Regions from separate parts of the Zea mays genome. Here region 1 is linked to region 2. A link is a contact called in public Hi-C data. All regions are on one chromosome and are shown on one strand. The core of a region is the stretch at or near the end of the contact, and the rest is flanking DNA. Distances in the headings are between cores, read along the strand shown.

What was found. A called contact is a pair of places that touch in the nucleus more often than the background predicts.
Region 1: a Hi-C map of leaf shows a contact between it and region 2, with 4 times the contacts expected there. The contact joins the promoter of LOC103635399 here to the enhancer-like site in region 2. A contact is called at or near these places in 2 of 25 Hi-C or Micro-C datasets (ear and leaf).

What each region holds. Positions count from the first base shown.
Region 1 is chr8:76,467,488-76,471,732 of Zm-B73-REFERENCE-NAM-5.0, forward strand. It overlaps LOC103635399 (WRKY transcription factor WRKY28), which reads left to right and starts at 1,922. Exons shown (of 3, transcript XM_008657854.4): 1 at 1,922-2,660; 2 at 2,764-2,886; 3 at 3,019-3,584. The coding sequence starts at 2,185. The coding sequence ends at 3,463.
Region 2 is chr8:76,378,736-76,383,347 of Zm-B73-REFERENCE-NAM-5.0, forward strand. No RefSeq gene overlaps it. Among protein-coding and RNA genes, the nearest start is that of LOC109941556, 7.2 kb to the right of the region's middle. Within about 2 kb of position 2,471, at least 17 of the 20 cell types and tissues checked have an H3K27ac peak or open chromatin away from gene starts, as enhancers often do. A contact at or near this core is called in ear and leaf, where this site is marked.

The DNA of each region.
Region 1 (4,245 bases), core at 672-3,171, 88 kb after region 2:
CTTCGGCAGCTTTAAGGAGCTCGAAGAACTTCTGAACCTCAGGTGTAGCTGGATCCTCGAACTCGGTGGGTTGACCGGGGTTCTCCCAATCGACTGTTAGAAGCTCATGGCGTACATCGTCAAGCATCTCTTCCATCCTATCGTAGTCCTCCTCTTCATGTGACTGAACTTCCGATACAATACGAGGAGGTGGATCCTCACCGTGGTGCACCCACACCTCATAGCCTGGCATATAACCGTTCTTGCAAATATGTATCGATCCTCCTGTCAAGGAAATTAATGTTCCGACACTTGCTACAAGGGCACCTAACATCGGTTCCAGTCTCTGACCGAGCAAAAGCACGGTCGAGAAAAGCATCAGTCTTGGCAACCCACTCACTTGATAGAGCACCTCTTTTCTTCCAACCTTCATACATCCATCGACGATTCTCCTCCATACTAGATACGAGACGTTAACTTAATTAGTTATGATTACTAATTAACCACACTAATACAATAGCCACTAATTAACCAAACTAATACAATAGCACTACAAAAAATCATTTCACGGGACCCTAAATCAAATAAAACAACCTTATTTCGGAGGGCTTAATAATTACCCTCGGAAATTAAAAGTTTAAATTATATAACCACTAATAAATAAATTAAAACAAGCTAATTTAATTGCATAATTAAATTAAGCCGTCGGACATAACAAAACTAAACATTGCTAATAGCAAACAATATATGCATATACAAAATTATACTAAATATTATAAAATTCCTTACTTTGTCGGACGATTAGCTGATGAAGCGGACGCCGGCGGGGTCGGGGCGGGCGCCGGTGGCGTCGAGGACGGGGGGCAGAGGCTCCGGCGGCCGCGGGCGGCGTCGGGGCGGCTCCGGTGTCGCTTTGGCGGCGGTGGAGTTGCCAGTCGACGTGGACAGAGGATCGGGCGCGGGCTGGGCGTCGGGACGGGGCTGGAGGTCCCCGGGAGAGGCTTGGGCGGTGCTGGGCGACGACGGCGGCTCGTCGGCGATGGTGGCGGCGGCGTGGGAGAGGCGGCGGCGGCGGCTACGCATGCGAGCGGCGGAGAAACAGAGAGAAATGAAACCGACGCGGGCCGCGGGGCGCGGTTAAAATTCATTAGTTCCGACGGCCACCTAGGAAGCCGTCGGACTTGTATCGTTTTACTGTAGTGACTCTAATTAGACTGTTAGTTTATTACTGTTGGGAGGGACGGACGGACGTGGACGCGCATGAAACACGTAGAGGAGAGGGCGGTGTACGTTGTGCATCTGCTGCCCAACTCGACCGATGGTCACGCATCGGCGAGGCCACGTACAATTTCAGGTCTAAACCTTCGTCGGTGTCAAAATCCAATTACTTGGGAAAGGGAGGATGATTGCTTTTGCAGTTAAGCGTGTTGAATAAGCAAGTCTCAGATTGTTGCGTTGTATCTTTAGGAAAAGGCAGGCAGGCAGATTGACAGAGCCGCTCTCGCTCTGTCGTCCTCTCCCTCTCGCTCTCGGGCGCGCCGCAAAGCGCACGCGCGATCTTGCCACGGATTCATCCATGGATGGACAGCCACCTGCTTCTCCCGTCGCGCCCCGGTCGATCGGTGCTGATGGAGCGTGCGTGGCGTCTGCGTCTCGCTCTCACATCACACATGCTTGCCTGCCTGCCTGCGTGCTTATAAAGAGCAAAGATTTCCCGCTAGTGTACGTCTACTGTACCTGAGCGTGACATGCATGGCACGCGTCGTCGGATCTCCTTCCCGACGCTATCTATCGATCGCGCCCGATCCTGCCGCCACGGCGAGTCGTCTCGTCGGCGGTCGATGAGTGCCCTGAGCAATCCATCTAATCTCGGGCGATCTTCGTGGCGTGCCCACCCACTACCGCGGGCAGCTAAGCTAGCTAGCGACAGCGAGAGCACGCCGCCGCCCGCCGATGCGTTTCACTTTACATGCACCTCGCTCTCAGCTCGTCGCTCGCCCGCCCGCCGCACTACACCGCCGCTGCACGCGCTATATCTGTACTACTCGTAGACAAAGGATCCTCGGATTTGATTGATAGGCTAATGTCAACATACACACGTCATGCCAAAGTCAAACCGTCTCTCTCTCTCTCTCTCTACATATATGAAGCCGGCCTCTCGCCCACCTTAGCTTGGCACTTGGCACACACACTCGATCGATCGCCATGGACTGCTCCAACGACTGGGACCTGCAGGCGCTCGTGCGGAGCTGCGGCGGCGGTAACCGCAGCGTGCAGCATTCGAGGGCCGGGGCCGACGCTCCTCCAAGGGAGGAAGCTGCTATGGTCCGCGGCGGCGGCCGTGCGGCGGCCCAGCTGGAGTTGCTCGGGCAACCGGTGGGTGCGGTGTCGTCGTGGCGGCGCGGCCTCGACCACTTCGACGACCTCGTGGACCGCGACCGCGACCCGCGCCGCATGCCCTTCTCCGTCTCCGTCACGCCTTCATCATCTCGCGAGACGACGGCCACGTGTGGGCCCATGGCCAGGGCCGGGCAACAGCTCCGCCACGACGACGTGCTCTTCTCTTTCTCGGCTGCCGCTGCAGCAGGCGTCGTCTCCAGGTCCGGGCATCAGATGGTCCAGCCCAGGAGGCGGCAGCCCGGCCGCAAGGCGGGAGGTCGCACTCCCCGGCCCAAGAGAAGGTACGGCCGGTGCATACGTCGACGACGGCGGCTTTCCGTTTCGATGATTCGCAATTATATTCATCCGGCGATCGATCGTTGATGATTTAAAATTTAACATCAGCAAGAAGAGGCAGGTGAAGAAAGTGGTGTGCGAGGTGCCGGCAGCCGGCGGCGTCGTCTCCACGGACCTCTGGGCGTGGCGCAAGTACGGCCAGAAGCCGATCAAGGGCTCACCCTATCCACGGTATATATACAGTCTACATGTATACAGACATACAGTCCATGAGAGAGAGAGAGAGAGGTAGTTATTTATAGGCGCTGCATCTGAAATTCTGAACGCAACTCTTGTGCGTGCGCCCTGCATGCACATCATCAGGGGATACTACAAGTGCAGCAGCCTCAAGAGCTGCACGGCCCGGAAGTTGGTGGAGCGCAGCCCGGCCAAGCCCGGGGTGCTCGTCGTCACCTACATCGCTGACCACTGCCACGCGGTGCCCGCGATGCTCAACGCGCTGGCCGGCACAACGCGGAACAGGCCGTCGTCGTCGTCGTCTGCGTCCCCCGACGACGGCGACCACAACCAGGACCAGGAGACGTCGTCGGACGGGGCGGCGCCGTCCGCGGACAACAACAGCAAGGTCGACGACGACGACGGCGCCGCCGCCGTGGCCGTGGCCGTGGACGAGAACGACGCGTGCCTGCTGGAGGACGACGGCAACTGCCCGTTCGATGGTTTCTTCTGGCCGTTCGACGACGACTTGGATCGGTTTTTCGATGACGACGGCGGCGGCGTTCTTGGACGCCGCCGGCTGTCGCTTTAGCTGGGACAGGCCGGCCAGCCGGCGGGCCAACCGATATATAGTCCTCGTTAAGCTATTATATTCATCGTTGACTGCGCTTGTATTCTCCATCAATGTCTCCTTAATTCAGTGGCATTAAGCAGAATGGCGCCTTGGTGCAGCGCCGCAACTAGACGATAATGCAGAACGTGTACATTTTAACCGAGTTCCGTTGAATGCCTCTAGTACCTTTTTTATTATGGAAGCTAAGAATGATAATAGTAGCAGTCATAATTTAAACAGTAGGTATCTCAAATACGGTCTAAAAAATACAAAAAAATTATTTAAAAAACCCATGTACTATTAAAATTGTACCATTTATTTTTTTCTAAATTATTTAAGAACCCATGTACCGTCAGTATAACGCTAAGGCCCCGTTTGGTTCTGCTTTTCCTACCTGCTTTTGCTTTAGGCCCCGTTTGGTTCCATTAGTCCTAGAAATAAAGTTTAGTACAGGGATTAAATTTTAGTCCCTACCCTGTTTGGTTGTAGGGACTAAACCGATTCTAAATACATTAAATACAACACATAAAGACCAAAATGCCTTTTTTTGTTCGACACCAGTTTTATAGCAAGGGTAATTGCAGTAAATGTTGTTCTTTAGTCTCTTTTAGCATCCATGTGAGAGACTAGAGACTAAAGCCAATTAGTTCCTACTTTAGTCCTTCCGTTTGGTAAAATAGAGACTAAACGGGACTAAAAACCAGGGACTAAAGATTAGTCCCTCTAACCAAACGGGGCCTTAAAAAAGTAGAAGCTAAACC
Region 2 (4,612 bases), core at 1,221-3,720:
CGAGATGTTGATGTAAGAATTCCTGCATAATGGATCGTTCATGTAACCAAGATGACAAATTATCAGGAACTACATCATGCAATGTAATACCGAGAGTTCGAGGCTTAGCCTCAAATGGCGAACAACGCAAAGCGGAGCGCATACTAGTATTATAACAAAACTCAGCTGCTGGTAGCCAGTCTTTCCGCTTCTTGGGACATGCACTGACGAAACATCGGAGAAAGGTTTCCAAGCATTGGTTGACGCGTTTCGTTTGGCCATCAGTTTGGGAGAGGTAAGAGGAACTGAGTTTTAATTCGGTTCCAATCAGCTTGAAGAGTTGTTGCCAAAATGTGCTGGTGAAGACTGGATCCCTATGTGAAACAATGGAAGCTGGAAGACCATGCAACCTGTACACACGAGTCATGAACACCTGAGCAACTGAGCTAGCTGTGTAAGGATGGGATAGAGGAATGAAGTGAGCATATTAAGTAAACTTATCCACCACAACGATAATGCAATTAGCAGGACCAGAAACTGGCAAGCCTTCAACAAAATCCATAATGATTGTTTCCCAGGCCATGGACGGAACCGACAATGGTTGAAGTTTCCCAGGGAAGGCAGACCGGTCTGGTTTAGCTTGCAAACATGTCTGGCAATTGTGCACGAACTCTTGTACAACTGCTTTCATATGCTTCCAAGCAAAAAGATGTTTCAAACGAGTGTATGTGACCGGAATGGCTGAATAGCCGCCGACTGGCGAAGTATGAAGGGCGGCCAGCAATCGATGTTGGAGAACTGGGTCGTTCCCCCCAAATGCGACCTTTGTAACGAAGCAAGCTGTCGGTAAGGGTAAAGTTGGGGACAGCCGAAGGATCTATAGCGACTTTAGTCAGCAAGGACTGAGCATCTGGGTCATGTAGGTAGTTGTTATGTACATCAATTAACCATTGAGGGATCATTTCAGAAACATCATTGAATTCAGGTTCAAGGCGACGGGATAGGTTCATGTAGGTAGTTGGTATGACCTTGCCGATAGACAATTTTATACTGGAGTCCTAAAAGCTTGGTGAAAACCTTGTGTTGCCAGGGAGTATGCAGCCTCTGTTCATTTAACTGAGAAAGGCTTTGATGATCAATAAGGATCAGGAACTCCCCATTCTGCAAGTATTGACGCCACGGTTGCACAGCCACCAGAATAGCCATAAACTCCTTCTCATAAGCTGACAAGCCACAGGATTTAGGGCCTAATGCTTTGCTTAATAAGGCCAAGGGTGACCTTTCTGCACAAGGACAACACCCACACCACTAGAGCTGTCATCACTCTCAATAGTAAACTGAGTGGAGAAATCTGGAAGAGCAAGAACCGTGGCTGACATTAGGGCCTGTTTTAGTGTCTGAAAGGCTGTAGAATGGTCCTCCATCCACAAAAACAGTGCACCTTTCCTCAACAGGGCGTGAAGGGGTTGACAAATAATGCCAAAGTGCCGGATGGATTTCCGGTAATACCCGGCCAATCCCAAGAAGCTCCTCAACTCCTTAACACATGTTGGTGTAAGCCACTGTGCGATCACCTGAATTTTTGCAGGGTCTACTGCCACCCCCTCAGCACTGACAATACGGCCTAGATATGAGACTCTGTTTTGTGCAAACGAGCACTTGGATAATTTTACTTTCCATTGATCTTGCGCCAACAGCTCAAACACTTGCTGTAAGTGACGAAGTGTAACACTCTAAAATTATATTATAACATTTAGAGAAATTCTTCCAAAAGTTCTAGATTAAAATATATTTTTATAAAAACATTCTCTGAAATAGATAAATGGTATTAGTATTTTTTTGTAATCTAAAATTTATACTTAAGGCATTGAAATGGGAAATGTTATTTGAAACTCCGAAAGAAATAAAATAGGGTCATCTTGAATTGGTAATTGATGAAATATGTGTTTATAATCCTTCTATAAAGAAGATTTAAAATTAAAATAATTCTTCATAAAAGTAGACAATATTAGCTCTTGAATTAAATAAGTAATAAATACATAATTTTTAAATGAACTTTTAACTAGACTCCACATTCAAATTGAAATTTTATTAAGATGAATGACGTGTGTGTATGGCATATTTAAATCAATAGGCCCAAATAAATAATTAAAAGATTTAGTACCTTGCATTCATGTTGAGTCCTTTTTGTTTGTGCATTTGTATTTAAGTTTGATTTTGAAAACCAAATTTGGATTGAAATCTGAAAACTGAAATTAGAAGTGAAAATATAAATAAGAAAAATAAAAAAAATAGGGAAAGAAGCTCACCAGCCCACACATCAAGAATTGCTACCGCAGCCCATTCCCCTCCATGTCTCTTCTCCTATTGATTTTCTTTTTTTATTCCCTTGCCGCATGTGATGTCGGCATGACATCTATGATGGCATTAGCCAAAACCCAAAACGAGCCTCACGCGTCCACACGATCGTGCGGCTGGTGACAGGTGGGCTCAATCTGTCGTACTCATCTTCTAGACCGGGTGGGGCCATGATGACAGGAGTCTTCAACCTGCGGAGTTCAGCTCGAAGCCGTCTTCTAGGACCCCTCCCTACCTTGACTTTTGTTTCGATGGGTGGTTGCGCCTCTATAGCCCGAATTTCTCGTGGCCTCTTGCACGCCCTAGGTCAGTTGTGTCCCTAGCCATGAGTCTAACCCAAGCATGTCGATAGGATCGAAACGAACACTGCACCCTGTTTCCGGAGAAATCGTAATGAACTCCGCACAACTAGAATAGATCCTAGTACTATACTCACTTATATATATCCTTGCTCTCGTGTCCTCCTGAGTCATCGCGTCGAGGGAACTAATGCCATAGCCACGAGTTCATCAACGAAGGATGAGATCGAGTGCCACCGTAGTGGGTTCTCAGCCTCGCCAAGGATGGAGGCCACGACTGCGCGACTGCTGGTTAGTTGCATCCCCATTTATTGGCAGTACTCCGTACGTGTTTAGTGCGTGGACGATCATGTGGTAGGGCACTAGAGCGTGGGGCGGGTGATCGTCGGAGCTTCACCGTCGTGCAGGCTCTGCACCGCCGCCCTGTTGATGTCGAAAGATGGGAGGAAGGTAGAATATGGCCACATCTAGATCCCATGCCCATTAATTCTTTATGTGACCCGATCTAACTCATATCACTTATTTTTGTGTGACCCTACTAATTTATTAAAAATATGATATCTTTTGGATAAAATAATTTATTTTAGTCTAAGTTGTGCTATGTTCATATTAATTTGGCGTACGTAATAATAACATTGTTTTAATTAGTTAATTACTTATTTAATTAATGTTAATTAACTAGATAATATTGTTAATCTAATTTATAGTTCTAACCTACACATTTTATAAATAATCGTTCAACTAAAATATTTTAATTTAATACCTGCTTGGTTTAAATGCAATATCTGTTAGATCTCATCTATTAGATTTATTGTTTCTAAAATATCATTTTATCCATAAATGCTTTGTTTAGTTCCGATTTTAATGGTTCTCGGACCTATGATCTTGTAGCGACGCGTAGAATATTTTTACGCAGTTTGTTCTTATGCTTTGGTGTAATGTTGCCATATCCATTATTTGCTTGATTGTATGTATTGCTACGAGTATAGGCGAGGTGACTATGAATCTTGAGGCCCAACTTTTGGTGTAGCATTTGGACTAAAAGGTTATCACAAGTATAAGGCAAGTTGTGCTCTGAAAGGGAAATGACCTTAAACCATTTCTTACATTCTAGTGCTTGATGACCTTCACAACCATTCAGACTAATTAGTTTGCCTAGTCTCTGATTCACAGGTTCATAAGATCAACAATTTAGTTTCTAAGTCACAATTAGCTCAGTTTCAATCAAATAGGGTTCACAGGATGCAAAGATGGTTGGAATAAGGTAATAGGGATGCAACACTTCAAAAGAAGACATAAAAAGAAACAGAGAAGTCCAAGACTCAAGAACAAAAGAAGCCCAAAAGAATCAGCGAAGAAATCCAAGAAAAAAGGCAGTCAACCAGCACACTGGTGGTGCACCGGACAGTGAACAACAACATGTCCGGTGCGCACCGAACTATCCGATGGGACACCGGGTATTCTGCGCAGAGAGGCCCACAACGGGGGCTTTCAGGTTGTGGCACCGAACTGTCCGGTGTGCACCAAACAATCTAGCAACGGTTGGATCCAACGGTCGACTGCCGCAGACCTCAACGGTCGACTAACGTGGCTTGGGCACCGGGCAGCGAATAGTGCATATCCGGTGTGCACCAGACTGTCCGGTGGGATAACCAGACAGTCTGCGCAGAGGGGCCCATAGACAGGAACCTCAGGCTGTAGCACCAGACTGTTCGATGTGCACCGGACAGCCTGGGTAACGGTCAGATCCAACGATCGACTGCTACAGACCCCAACGGTCGGCTGATGTGGCAGACACCGAACAGTGAACAGTGCTCTATCTGGTGTGCACCGGACTGTCTGGTGCGTCTGTCGATAGAAAGCTACTGTTTTCTGTCCAACCGCTAGAAATGAGGTTGGGGCCTATAAATACCATGCCAACCGGTCATTTCAAGGTGTGGGAGCCTAAGCAACATATCAAGGCATATAGTAGACAT